2 separate regions of the Xenopus laevis genome follow, and region 2 is linked to region 1. The links are chromatin contacts, called in public Hi-C maps. All regions are on one chromosome and are shown on one strand. Each heading gives the region's core, a stretch centred on a gene start, on an enhancer-like site or on the middle of the called end of the contact. The rest is flanking DNA. Distances are from core to core; before and after follow the strand shown.

Region 1 (6,130 bases), core at 1,305-3,804:
CCCCCGTGGGCCCCCAAGGCTCCTGTCCTACCCTGGGCACAATGTTATTTTTGCACTAGAGGCACCAGCACTTAGAGGGTTAATTCATTTGGGGGTTTTTTTTGTATATGGTTGTGGTTTTTTTTCTTTTTTAAAATGCTGTCAAAGAGTAAAGATGGTATCTCTGACCATTTCAGGTGGTGTTGGCATTCACTGGAGTGGGGCCGCTTTTCTCTAATATCAGTGATCTGCCCAGTGGCCTAGGTCATATGATCTGGTTCTGCTTTGCCCCTGAGACTGCTGAACCCTGGCTGCCCTCTGCCTGGTAGATCTGTCATCTCCTTGCATTGTAAGAGCAACAGGCCTTGTCCCGCCAGCTAAGGGCCCTCCTGCATATTTAATGCCCCCATGCAGCCAGAAGCACCGTGCCAGCTAGGGGCGGGAATCTCTTCCATTTAATTCTCCACCTCCCAGCAAACCACCTGGGGGATTTAGGAACTTGATCTGACCAAGAACCTTGCAGACATTCAGTGCCAGAGGCTCCTATGAATAATTCATATTGTAAGCAGGAGTGGAATCCCGAGGGGGGTGGGGAGGAAGAGAATTGCAAACATATTCTCCTGCTCGTAGGCAACGTCCATCGGGACATCCTCCTTTCTTCAGACGCTTTAAGACACATGTAAATTATTTCACTTGATCCTCTTGTGTTTGTAGTTTCACTGTCACAATAAATTACCCTAGAGCTTCTGTCGCTGGCCCTTCTGAATGCAGAAGAGGCAATTTTATTGCACTGGAAGCTTCCAATATTAAAGTAAAGTAAATCAAATTACATTTTTTGAGTTAGTTTTAGGGTATAGTCCCTTGCAAGTTGCATAAAGACACATATGTGTAGGTTGTCTTTTTGGATGCCTAAATCACACATGGGGTCACATTGAAGCCATCCGCAGTCCTTTGCATTCCTTGAATTTTCCTTTGCATGTTGTAGAATTACCAGTTCTAAGCAACTTTTCAATTGGTCTTCATTATTTATTTGTTATTGTTCTTTAATTATTTGCCTTCTTCTTCTGACTTTTTTTCCAGCTTTCAAATCGGGGGGTCACTGACCCCATCTAAAAAGTGAATGCTCTTCAAGGCTACAAATGTTTTGTTATTGCTACTTTTTTTTTATTAGTCATCTTTCTATTCAGGTCGTTCCCTGTTCATATTCCATTCTCTTATTCAAATCAGTGCATGGTTGCTAGTGTAATTTGGACCCTAGCAACCAGATTGTAAACTGGAGAGCTGCTGAATAAAAAGCTAAATAACTCAAAAATCACAAATAAAAAATGAAAACCAATTCCAAATTATCTCAGAATATCAGTCTCTACATCATACTAAAAGTTATCTCAAAGGTGAACAACCCCTTTAAAGGGGTTGTTCACCTTTGTCTTAACATTTAGGGCAGAGACACACGCTCAGATTCGGGGAGATTTAGTCGCCCAGCGATAAATCGCTTCTTCTTTGGGGCGACTAATCTTCCTGAACTGCTGCCTCCCGCGAGCTAGAATCTCAATCTCCGGCGGGATGGCACTCAGAGCGTTTCGTTTTCCGAACGAGGCAACTTAGGGCGATCTGTTTACCATCCCGTTGGCGATTTACATTCTAACCGACTGGAGGCAGTTCTGGGAGATTAGTCGCCCCAAAGAAGAAGCGATTTATCGTTGGGTCCCTGAAGAAGAGGAGATTTGGCGATGGGCGACTAATCTCCCCAAATCTGAGTGTGTTTCTGCCCTAAGTATAATGTAAGACAATTTGCAATTGATTTTTAATTTTTTATTATTTGGGGTGTGTGTGTTATTTAGCTTTTTATTCAGCAGCTTTCTAGTTTGCCATTTCAGCAGTCTGGTTGCTAGGGTCCAAATTCCCCTAGCAACTATGCAGCGATTTGAGCAAGAGACTGGAATATGAATAGAAAAGGCCTGAATAGCAATAGCAAATCGTTTGTAGCCTTACAGAGCATTCGTTTTATTTTGAAGTGGTCAGTGACTCCCTTTTGAAAGCTGGAAAAAGTCAGAAGAAGGCAAATAATTAATAAAATATAAAATATATATAAATAATAAAGACAAACTGAAAATGTGCTCATAATTGGCCATTCTTATAACATACTGAAAGCGAATTTAAAGGTGAACCTCGCCTTTGATGTGTCCTGTGATATAACAGAATCGGTGAAGGCAAAACACACCTTGGTAGTGAATGCTTATGGTTACAGACAATTATCGGTAGCCTATTAAAGTTTCCAATGAATATCCAAGGGTTTTGACTGTGAGAGAAAGTTGAAGGGTTTGTGAGGGGGAAAAAAAAAAGCTTCCAGCTGTATTTCCCATAAACTAAACAAGAGAAGTTATGGAGAGTGGACCCAGGATAAGATTTAAGGAAGAGAGAGTACAAGGGAGCAGGGGGCTGTGATGATAGAACTCTGCGGCCCAGTCCCAGCACAAAGCAATTGTTTCTGTCAGGGGAAAGTAGCAGGCGTTGCTAAGGAACCAGGAAGAGAGGCCCTGGTGTTTGTTTTCATTGAGGGCAGAGAGCAAGGAAACAGACTTCTTTAGCCAAAAGGGGAGCATTAACCCCTGCAGCACTATGAGAACCTGACCTGTATTGCCAAGACCAATCCTCTCAGGCAATGGCAGCCATTTCTGTGGCAGAACTAATAAAATAAGCAGCAGAGGCCTTTTGTGTTTAGCTTCCAAATAGGGGAGTGTGGCGCTGACCGTGGCATTACAGGAAGGCTGGCATTTGTGTATACACAGCACTTGATATTTGCTTGTTAAAGGAAAACTATACCCTCTGAACTATGTAGGTCTCTATAAAAAAACATATTGCAAAAAACAGCTCATATGTAAAACCCTGCTTCGTATAAATAAACCATTTTCATAACAATAAAAATGTTTAGTAGTATATAAATAGAAAATTGCCATTTAAAAAATAAGGGCCACCTCCCTGGGATCCTAGGATTTACGGTGCACACAAACATACCAGACATGTTAGGTCACATGAGCCAATTAACAGACAGAGTTGTGTCTTTTGCTTCCCCCCTTCTTCCTGTTGTGGTTAGAGCTGCAGTATTTCTGGTCAGGTGATCTCTGAGGCAGCACACAGACCATCACAAAATGGTGGTTCAAGGCAAGAGATATAAAAGGGCAATATTTACTGAAATATATATACCAGTTTGGTAAGATTCTTTAATAGTCCACTTAATATGATGTAAACTATCTGTTGCTTAAGTATTAATTTTGGGGGTATAGTTTTCCTTTAAACAGGGTGTGTTGTGGGTATGTAACAGTCTACAGCAGTGATCCCCAACCAGTAGCTCGTGAGCAACATGTTGCTCTCCAATCTCTTGGATGTTGCTCCTGGTGGCCTCAAAGCAGGTGCTTATTTTTGAATTCCAGGCTTGGCAAGTTCTGGTTGTATAAAAACCAGGTGCACTGCCAAACAGAGCCTCAATGTAGGTTGACAATCCACATACAGGCTTCCAAATAGCCAATCACAGCACTTATATGGCACCCCAAAAACATTTTTCATGCTTGTGTTGCTCCCCAACTCCTTTTACTTCTGAATGTTGCTCACGGGATCAAAAGGTTGGGGATCCCTGGTCTACAGAGAGGTACCATTTGTTCCCAGGAATGTGCTCGCAGGCTAAAGGCAGTTATGTACCATGGCTCCACATTTTAGATTAGAACCGTACAATCAGCGATGCACAATATGTTGGCTCTATAAATACATGTTAAAGGAGAAGGAAAGGCTTGTGCATTTGGGATGCCAAATGTTAGGCAAGTGATTGTATTTACTTACCTGAAACCCGCGAAGAAAGAAGAAGACAGAAGTGAATCGCTCCGTGGTGCTCCCAGGGCCGGTGCAGTTTTCTGCTAATAGGAGCACCAGCCTGGGGAGCACCACGGAGCCATCCACTTCCGTCTTCTTCTTTCTTCGCGCGGCTGCGCATGCGAAGTAGAACGAAAAGCCGAACTTTAACTAAAAAGTTGGCTATTTTGTTCTACTGCGCATGCATCTGTCCTGGGAAATTTGAAGAAAGAAGCTGGAAGAGGATCACTCTGTGGTGCTCACTGGTATAACCCCGGGCCGGTGCAGTTTTCTGCTGATAGGAGCACTGGCTCTGGGTTTCAGGTAAGTCAATACAATCACTTGGGGGTGGCACCCCCAAGTGCACGAAGCCTTTCCTTCTCCTTTAATAATAATAATAATAATAATAACCTGTTTACAGCTGCTGGTTATCAGAGGTTTGAATGAGAAAATATAGGGTAGGGTAATGTAGTAACAGCTATTTTCTTCAGGTCTAATAACCTGTAGCAGTCAGTCGATGGGAAGCATTTACTGGTCTGCATTTGGAACGGAAATATCAGAATGGATGCCATGTGTTACTAGACAATGTTGTACTTGAATTCCTTCACCTCTTGAATCTTCAAGACTGCATCTACCAGCCATTGCTTCATATGTAATACTTCTTACATTGGCGCCACTATCTTAGGCTTCTCCATCTTGTTTATTTGGTGGCATCGTCTTAGGTTTTTTCCTTCTTGATGATGATGATGATGATCATGATGGTGGTGGTGCCCCATTATCCTTTTCTGGTCTTAGCCAGTTTAAAGTCCAAACATATTGCTGTACTCTGGCTCCCAACATCCACCACCATAAATTAAGTAAGATGTTATGGGAGTTTTAGGTCAATAATATATCCCCATATACCCAACATAAATAAACACTGTAAACTTCAGGCATGACTTTATCGTAAATACATTATTTTAAGAAAAATCCAAGGATTTTGCCTTTTTATATGGAGTTGTGCAAATGGGGAGTTTGATTCACAAGCAATGCCAGACTGTGCCATCATCTCTTGACTCCTTTTTCAGGTGAATGGACAGAATATTGAAAACATAAAGCATTCAGAAGTGGTGGCCAACATCAAATCTAAGGACAATGAGACCAAGCTACTTGTTATAGACCCGGACACAGACGAATACTTCAAGAAGCTCGGGATCACCCCCACTGAGGATCATGCCAAAGGTATGGAGATGACATTGTGTACATGGTGAGGCCTAAATAAACCCACCATTTGCTAGAACCCCTAGAGGTGGTGATGCTGTAGATGTAAAATGTTTTTCGACCTGTCTTTGTGCCCTTAGGAGCCTCACTTGTTGGGCATATTTTTTTCTAAGGACGATGGCACATGGGGTGTTGTGCCCACAGTCTAAAGCTCCTGTTACACCTCCCATGAATGTCAGTCAGGTTTTAGGCCCAGAATTGTGCATGAAATTAGGCTGTTTCAGGCACATCTCAGGCTAACTGTAATATGCCAGCAGAGAAAATACCCAAGTTCCATTTCCTTAAAAAGGCATAAAATGGGCCACTCAGCAGTTCATGAGAAATCTCGGGCCACTTACTGAACTGCTTGTTCTGCTGAAGGGGTATCCAAAGAATATTGTTAGCTGGTAACACCCATGGAAAAGTTTTTTAAATACGTAATTCGTAAGCTAATAACCACTTATGCTTAAATCTAAAGCCCGGATATCTACAAGCTCCTCCTTATAAACCAATGCAAATAAGCAGGGAAGATATTTTCTGTGCACTTTATAGGGTCCATGGATATGTAGTTGTTAACAGCGTGTTTCTTTTCTTCAGGCACCATCCCCTTGACCAACGGGGTGACTCCTACACAGGTCAGTAATACTGAGGGCTTTTCCCCAGGCCATACATAAATGACTACTGCTAAACTTGTTTTTCCAGTCGCATATTATAGTGCTTCTGAAAATTAGAAAAAGGAGATTAATATCCTGTTTGGCTTCTTGTGGAAGCATCAGTACCAGTGAAAGGAATGCAGAACCCCATATGTTTTCTCTGTGCTCTGTGATTGGCTGCTTGCGGTGCATTGCAGGCATTTATCAAACTTTATATTCCTGGGACAAACAGCTCTGAGATTTTTCAAATTCTTTTATAGAGCAGAGAATTTGGCAAGAGTAAATGATAGCATGAATCCTTGGACTGAACTTGCAATGAACTTTATTAGATATTTTGAGATCTTTAAGATACTAGTAATACAGAGGTCACTTATATGTGGACTTCCATTCACCTACAAGATACATGGAAAATCCCT
Region 2 (6,130 bases), core at 1,793-4,292, 100 kb before region 1:
TCCTCCTTGGTCCAGACTACTCCCTTTGGGAGTGTCAAGGATTAGGTAGGGGGCGCTGTAGAGACTGAAGGGAAAGGGCGAGTCCTTAAGGCAGGAGCTGTATGTGCCTAGGGAACACTTGAAGGGAATGCAGGAACAGGTTGATGAGGGCGAAGAGTCAGTCTGGACCAGTTGCAGAACAGGACGGAGAGGGCGCAGATCAGGACTGGACTAGGAAGGAAGAAGAGGGCGACGACTCAACAGGAACAGACTGGACAGGAGTGGAACAGGAACAGACTGGACAGGAGTGGAACAGGAACAGACTGGAAGGGACAGGACGGTGCGGGCGTAGATCAGATCAAACTGGGGATAGAGTGCAGAAGGGGACTGGAGCAAGATATAGCAAGAGGGGACTGGAGCAAGATATAGCAAGAGGGGACTGGAGCAAGATATAGCAAGAGGGGACTGGAGCAAGATATAGCAAGAGGGGACTGGAGCAAGATATAGCAAGAGGGGACTGGAGCAAGATATAGCAAGAGGGGACTGGAGCAAGATATAGCAAGAGGGGACTGGAGCAAGATATAGCAAGAGGGGACTGGAGCAAGATATAGCAAGAGGGGACTGGAGCAAGATATAGCAAGAGGGGACTGGAGCAAGATATAGCAAGAGGAGACTGGAGCAAGATATAGCAAGAGGAGACTGGAGCAAGATATAGCAAGAGGAGACTGGAGCAAGATATAGCAAGAGGAGACTGGAGCTGGATAGCAAGAGAGGGGTACAAGGCAGGGTCGGAAAGCAAGAATCAGGAATAGGCAAGACAAGATCAGTACAAGGTGAAGTCAGGGCAAGGTACAAGAAGACAAGGACAGGCAGACAAGGCAAGGCAGAATAATAAGGGAAAAGGGGCAAGAGCTAGAACTACCTAGTTAGGGGCGCTGCCGCAGTACTAGGAAAATCATACAATGCTCTGGCAAGGAGTGGTCTGAGTGCTGCCCTTAAATAGGGAAGAGTCAGCCCTGATTGGCTGATTAAGCTAGGCAGCAGCTGGGTTGGGGCTGTAGATGCCTAACAGGCTGCAGCTGAGCTGGGGCTGGAGAGGCCAATCAGGCGGCAGCTGGGCTGGGACTGCAGAGGCCAGGTTACACATAGCGAGCAACCCTACAGGCTGCTCACCTGGCCAAATGGTTAAAGTATCGCGCCAGAAACCCAAAGGTCCCCGGCTCGAATCCCAGCAATACCTGACAGGGAGCCACTAGGCCCCCTGACACTCACCAGCCACAACCTTCCTTCATCCACCCCACTCCCTATAACTGCTGGTACCTTTTTTTTTTTATTTGGTGGGGAGAGTGAAGATAATGGTCATAGTCTCTATTTCTGCCTTCATACAAAACATTACAGGGGTACAGCACTAAGCAAGAGCTGGTCCTTATAAATAATATTATATAGTGAATAAAGTGTCCCTTATTGTAAAATATAAGGATATTCTAAGTCACAAAGGAGTTCCATGACCATATAAAAACACGAGGCCACTGGCCAAGTGCTTTTATACAGGTCATGGAACTCTGAGGTTACAACAGGGGTACCTGCTGTAAAAGGCCATGCACTGCAGCAGTCTCCTCTGAGATAAAGCAAAAGCTCTGCCTCTAATATGAATAAATCACACTTTTTAATTTAGCATTAAAAAGTAATATCTACCTATAAATCTAAATCTGAATGCAGTAGAGGCAGAGCTTTTGCTTTATCTCAGAGGAGACTGTTGCAGTGCACAGCCTTTTACAGCAGGTGGCGACGTTTGGCTCCAGCAGGATCTCAGCTGAGTTCAGTAATTCTGTTTCTGAGGAGAGGCTTCCAAACGCTAATAAATAAATTGGTCATCACACTCATCACTTTCTCTGTTAAATACTAAATTGAGATTTGATTTACTGTTAGATTCATATGTTTCGTAATTGTGGAATTTCGATGACTGAGAATGAGATCACTTGGCGCTGATGAGGTTAAAGGCTACAGATTTTTAAGAAATGCTTCCTTGGGGTGCAACCATTTATTTTGTAGGCAACCATGCCTTTTTACAACCAGCATAAAACCATTTTATTGCCTTTAAAACACATCTATATGTAAGTAACCCTGTACAAGATCTCTGGCAGCCTGTAAGCCGTCTGACAGTCCCTTTGGGCTCCTTGTGGCTGGCAGTTTGCTGGTTCGAAGGTCCTGATTTGGGGCAATGGAAACTATTTATTACTGGTTTTTATAATGCCGTTAACTCTCAGCTGAGAAGTGAAAAGAAAAACGATGATAATGGCCGTAGTCTTTATTTCTACTTTAGTACAAAACAATACAGGGGTACAGCACCAAGCAATGGGCTGGCCATTATTATTATTATTATTATTATTAATAATAATAATATTAATAATATATAAATAATAAATGTGATTAGTATTTGTCATGTGATCAGTATTATCCAGTTTATGAAAATTATATATCACTCACGTCAGTCCCTGCCCCAGTGGAGTTTACAGTCTAAAGTCCCATCACATTCATTATGGTCAGTTTTATCCAAATTCAAACTCAAAATGATTTTTCCAGAGTCACCCTGATTTGCCCATCTAGTCATTCGCAGTTATAGTCCGGCCACTTGCTGTCAGTAATTTGCACATATCCATTAAAACAGAAAACACCCAAATCTTCAGAAAACCATGGAGAATAATCTGGGTTGTGGTCTATGCAGAACAGTAATGTGGCCTTAGTGGAACAGGCACAGTTTCAGACTGGGGGATCCGCACTTAGCCCCTACCCCAACACACAAGTACCTTATTTCATCTTGCTGCAGCCACAATCAAGACCAGGGAAGTGAGGGTGCAGCACCCAGGGTGAGGAGCAGGTCTCACAAGGGCCGGGCCCAGTCCGATCTGAACAAGTGTGACGGGAGTCCTGATTCCCTGTTGACATAACTAGCCAGCAGTCTAGGTCCCCATTTCACTGCTTTGGGCCTCCTGGAAGCAGAGCTGTATTTTGGTTTGGTGCTGCCCTAGACACCTCCCTTGCTCCTCTCTAATCAGGGTCGGACTGGGCCGCTGGGACACGGGGAAAAAACTTGGTGAGCCCCGGTCCTTATGGGCACCCGTTGGCCATGAACTGTTCCCCTGATCAGCTGTTGAGACACATCGCTGAGTCTCTTGAGCATCCGCTCAGCACAAGTTTGGAGGCTGGGAGGGGGCCCCTTGAGACTGCAACGAGGGCCCTTCATTTTGCAGCCCCTGTGGGCCCCCAATGCTCCAGTCCGACCCTGTCTCCAATTGCATACATGACTTGATCACAGAAGAGAGGCGGTACCCCCATACTCCTTGGGGGGATTTTTTTTTCTTATATATAGGTAGGGTTGCTACCTTTTTTTGGAAAAAATATACTGTAAATACCGGCAAAAACTGTAAAATACTGGCCAGGTGGCAACCCTATGTATAGGCCACATAAAGTCCTACTGTAGCCTTAGTTGTGAAACCATTGCTTTGTGCAACATGCCCTTCAGAGGCAATTCAGCACTTGTTGCTACCCTAGAGTGACCTAGCAACTGCTGCCCTCCTCAACCCCCAGTTTACCTTTTCTAGTGTCGGAGCTGGTTGTAGGGGGCACATCGCTAGAGTAGAGTACAGTTCTGCTCTCTGCACTAGAAGAGCCGAAATTCAGATTTAAAAAACAATTACGAATTTTGGCTCTTGAACTACCAGGAGGGTTTTTTCCCACCCCTGGTAGCCTGTGGGCATTGCCCTTTCACACCTGTATGCTGTTTTCCATTTCATGGTGTCTCACCAAAAAGCAATGGCGCAATGGCAGATCAATCCAGTTTTAATAGAAACCTCTGTTTACTCCATAACAAAGGCAATGAAACAATAACTTGTTTGAGGCAACAGAAGAGGATTGTGCAATTGTGTCTCTGAGAGGGCGCCCCAAGCACAGGAGCCTGCCCCCCCCTCAGCCCATGTCACTGCCCGAAAGATAAACTGGGCCAAGAAGCACAAATCTAAACTAAAGACATTTTGTACTTTCTGGATGTATCTGTCCCCTGTAGGAATTACTGAGCTCAGCATTTCGTCAACTGATTTTCCCCCTTCTTACATGAACCAGATTATTTAACCCTACCGTAGGTTTCTGGGCAAGAGATTTGTCCGTAATTGGGAGCAATACAAAAGAATTTGTTTATTTATGCATTGCCATATTTTGGCATTTTTCTGGATAATGTTGATCATATCTGTACTGTAGAGTTGTTGGTGAGTGCAGCTAACATACACTTGCCCTAAGCAGTCTTGAACTGGGGTCTACCAGCGGCTGCCACCTCAAGGACCCCCCACCAGCTGCACATATATATACACACGTCCATACATCCCAACATTTTGGAAAAAAAAGAGGGACAAAAAAGTTGCCGTGCGTAGCGTGGTGACATTTCCTTGACCACGCCCTTTTGTGTGACCACACCCCCTAATTACCATGTTCATATTACAAAATGTCACCATTTATAAAAGTTTGAACATATTTCTGTGTTTTTTTTTCCAGTTATTACAGTTTTGCTAATGAAGGTGAATTGCCCTTTAAGGCTAAGGCCACACTAGGCGATAGCGCGGCGATTTGACTCGCGGCGACTTTTCGCCGCGACTTTTAAGCCGCAATCGCTGTGGAAACTTTTGCGCTGGCGTCTATGGGGAATCGCCAGCGTAAAAACACACGCGGCGATCTTTTTTCTATTGTCGCTCGAAATCGCCTCGCTAGGCGATTTCGAGCGACAATAGAAAAAAGATCGCCGCGTGTGTTTTTACGCTGGCGATTTTACGCGATTCCCCATAGACGCCAGCGCAAAAGTTTCCACAGCGATTGCGGCTTAAAAGTGAGTCAAATCGCCGCGCTATCGCCTAGTGTGGCCTTAGCCTAAGCTGTCTCCCAAGGGACCTGTTATCTTATATTGTTACAATTACTTATTTGCTTATCTCGAAATTGTTACAAAAGTATCTTATCTGCAGCTGTGGCTGTGTGGCTGTTCTGGGCTCTCCGCCAAAACCCAATTAAGTTAGAAACTTTGACAAAAGGGACTTTCCAGTACAAATGAGGGACTGCGGGTTGAGCTGTCAAAAGAGGGACTGTCCCTCTAAAAACGGAACAGTTGGGAGGTACTGTATGCAGCACGTCTGCCCCAACATTTACCACATACCTCTTTCAGAAACTTTGCAGCCACAGGAAAACAGATCCCATGCTCCGGGGATCCCATGTAAAACACTGGCCTAGGTCAGCCTAGTGCCCCCCCAAGTTTTCTCCCAGGAACCTTCTAACCCTGTCCGACCCTGGCCCTAAAACTAGAGCCCTAGCAGCTCTTTCACCGACAGGGGTTGCTGGTAGTTAAAGCTGAACAATCATGGTCAGTTGGCTGGATAACGCTACCATTTACAGAAAAAGGAACCCCCAAAAAAAAACATCTTTTGCCCCAGGCCCCACCAAAAGAAAGGGTATGCCTTGCACTGTATCATTCAGTTGTTATTTCAGAAGATAATGTGCTATATAATAATAATAAATGTGGGGTTTATAATGCTGTATAGAGCAGGTGACCAGTTTATAAATAGGGTTTATCCAGAGATGTTGCACCAATGAAGTGATGGCAGCACCAAGCAAGTTACCAGGGATAGAAAAAAGCCGCTCCTGGTAACTTTAAGAGCTTTATTTCTGTTTTTTTAACTGGAAATGTGTCTCTTCTAGCAATGGGGCCCCCGGACCCCCTCAGGCGCAGGAAAGGTAAGCTCTAGGGGGCTGCATTGAATGAACTGCCTCAGACAGCTCCTGCCTAAAGGTGGCCATAGACGCACGGATAATATCGTACCAAACACATTTTCGTATGATATTTGGTGGGTGTATGGTGGGAAAAGAACCGACCGATATCGGCAGAAGACTTGGATATCGGTCGGCTCGTAGACGGAAAATTTTGATTGAGCGCCTTCGAAGGGACCCAAACATCGGCCATTGTTAGTGCTGAATTGTCAGATACAGGTAGAATTGTTTCCATTTGTATATCTGAGGATTCAGCTCTACACGTGTGTGTTGAAATTATATGAACGATCTTTCTTGGAAAGATCTTTTCCAAGAAAGATCGTAATTGTTATGTCTATGGCTACCTTTA

The links. A called contact is a pair of places that touch in the nucleus more often than the background predicts.
Region 2: a contact with region 1 is called in a Hi-C map of the XTC cell line, with 4 times the contacts expected there. The contact joins two enhancer-like sites. A contact is called at or near these places in 3 of 4 Hi-C or Micro-C datasets (the XL177 cell line, the XTC cell line and animal cap).

The regions. Positions count from the first base shown.
Region 1 is chr9_10S:103,002,150-103,008,279 of Xenopus_laevis_v10.1, reverse strand. slc9a3r2.S (SLC9A3 regulator 2 S homeolog) reads left to right here. Exons shown (of 7, transcript NM_001090246.1): 4 at 4,890-5,043; 5 at 5,659-5,696. Among protein-coding and RNA genes, the nearest start is that of tsc2.S, 16 kb to the right of the region's middle. Within about 2 kb of position 2,554, at least 2 of the 7 cell types and tissues checked have an H3K27ac peak or open chromatin away from gene starts, as enhancers often do.
Region 2 is chr9_10S:103,106,358-103,112,487 of Xenopus_laevis_v10.1, reverse strand. No RefSeq gene overlaps it. Among protein-coding and RNA genes, the nearest start is that of slc9a3r2.S, 29 kb to the right of the region's middle. Within about 2 kb of position 3,042, at least 1 of the 7 cell types and tissues checked has an H3K27ac peak or open chromatin away from gene starts, as enhancers often do.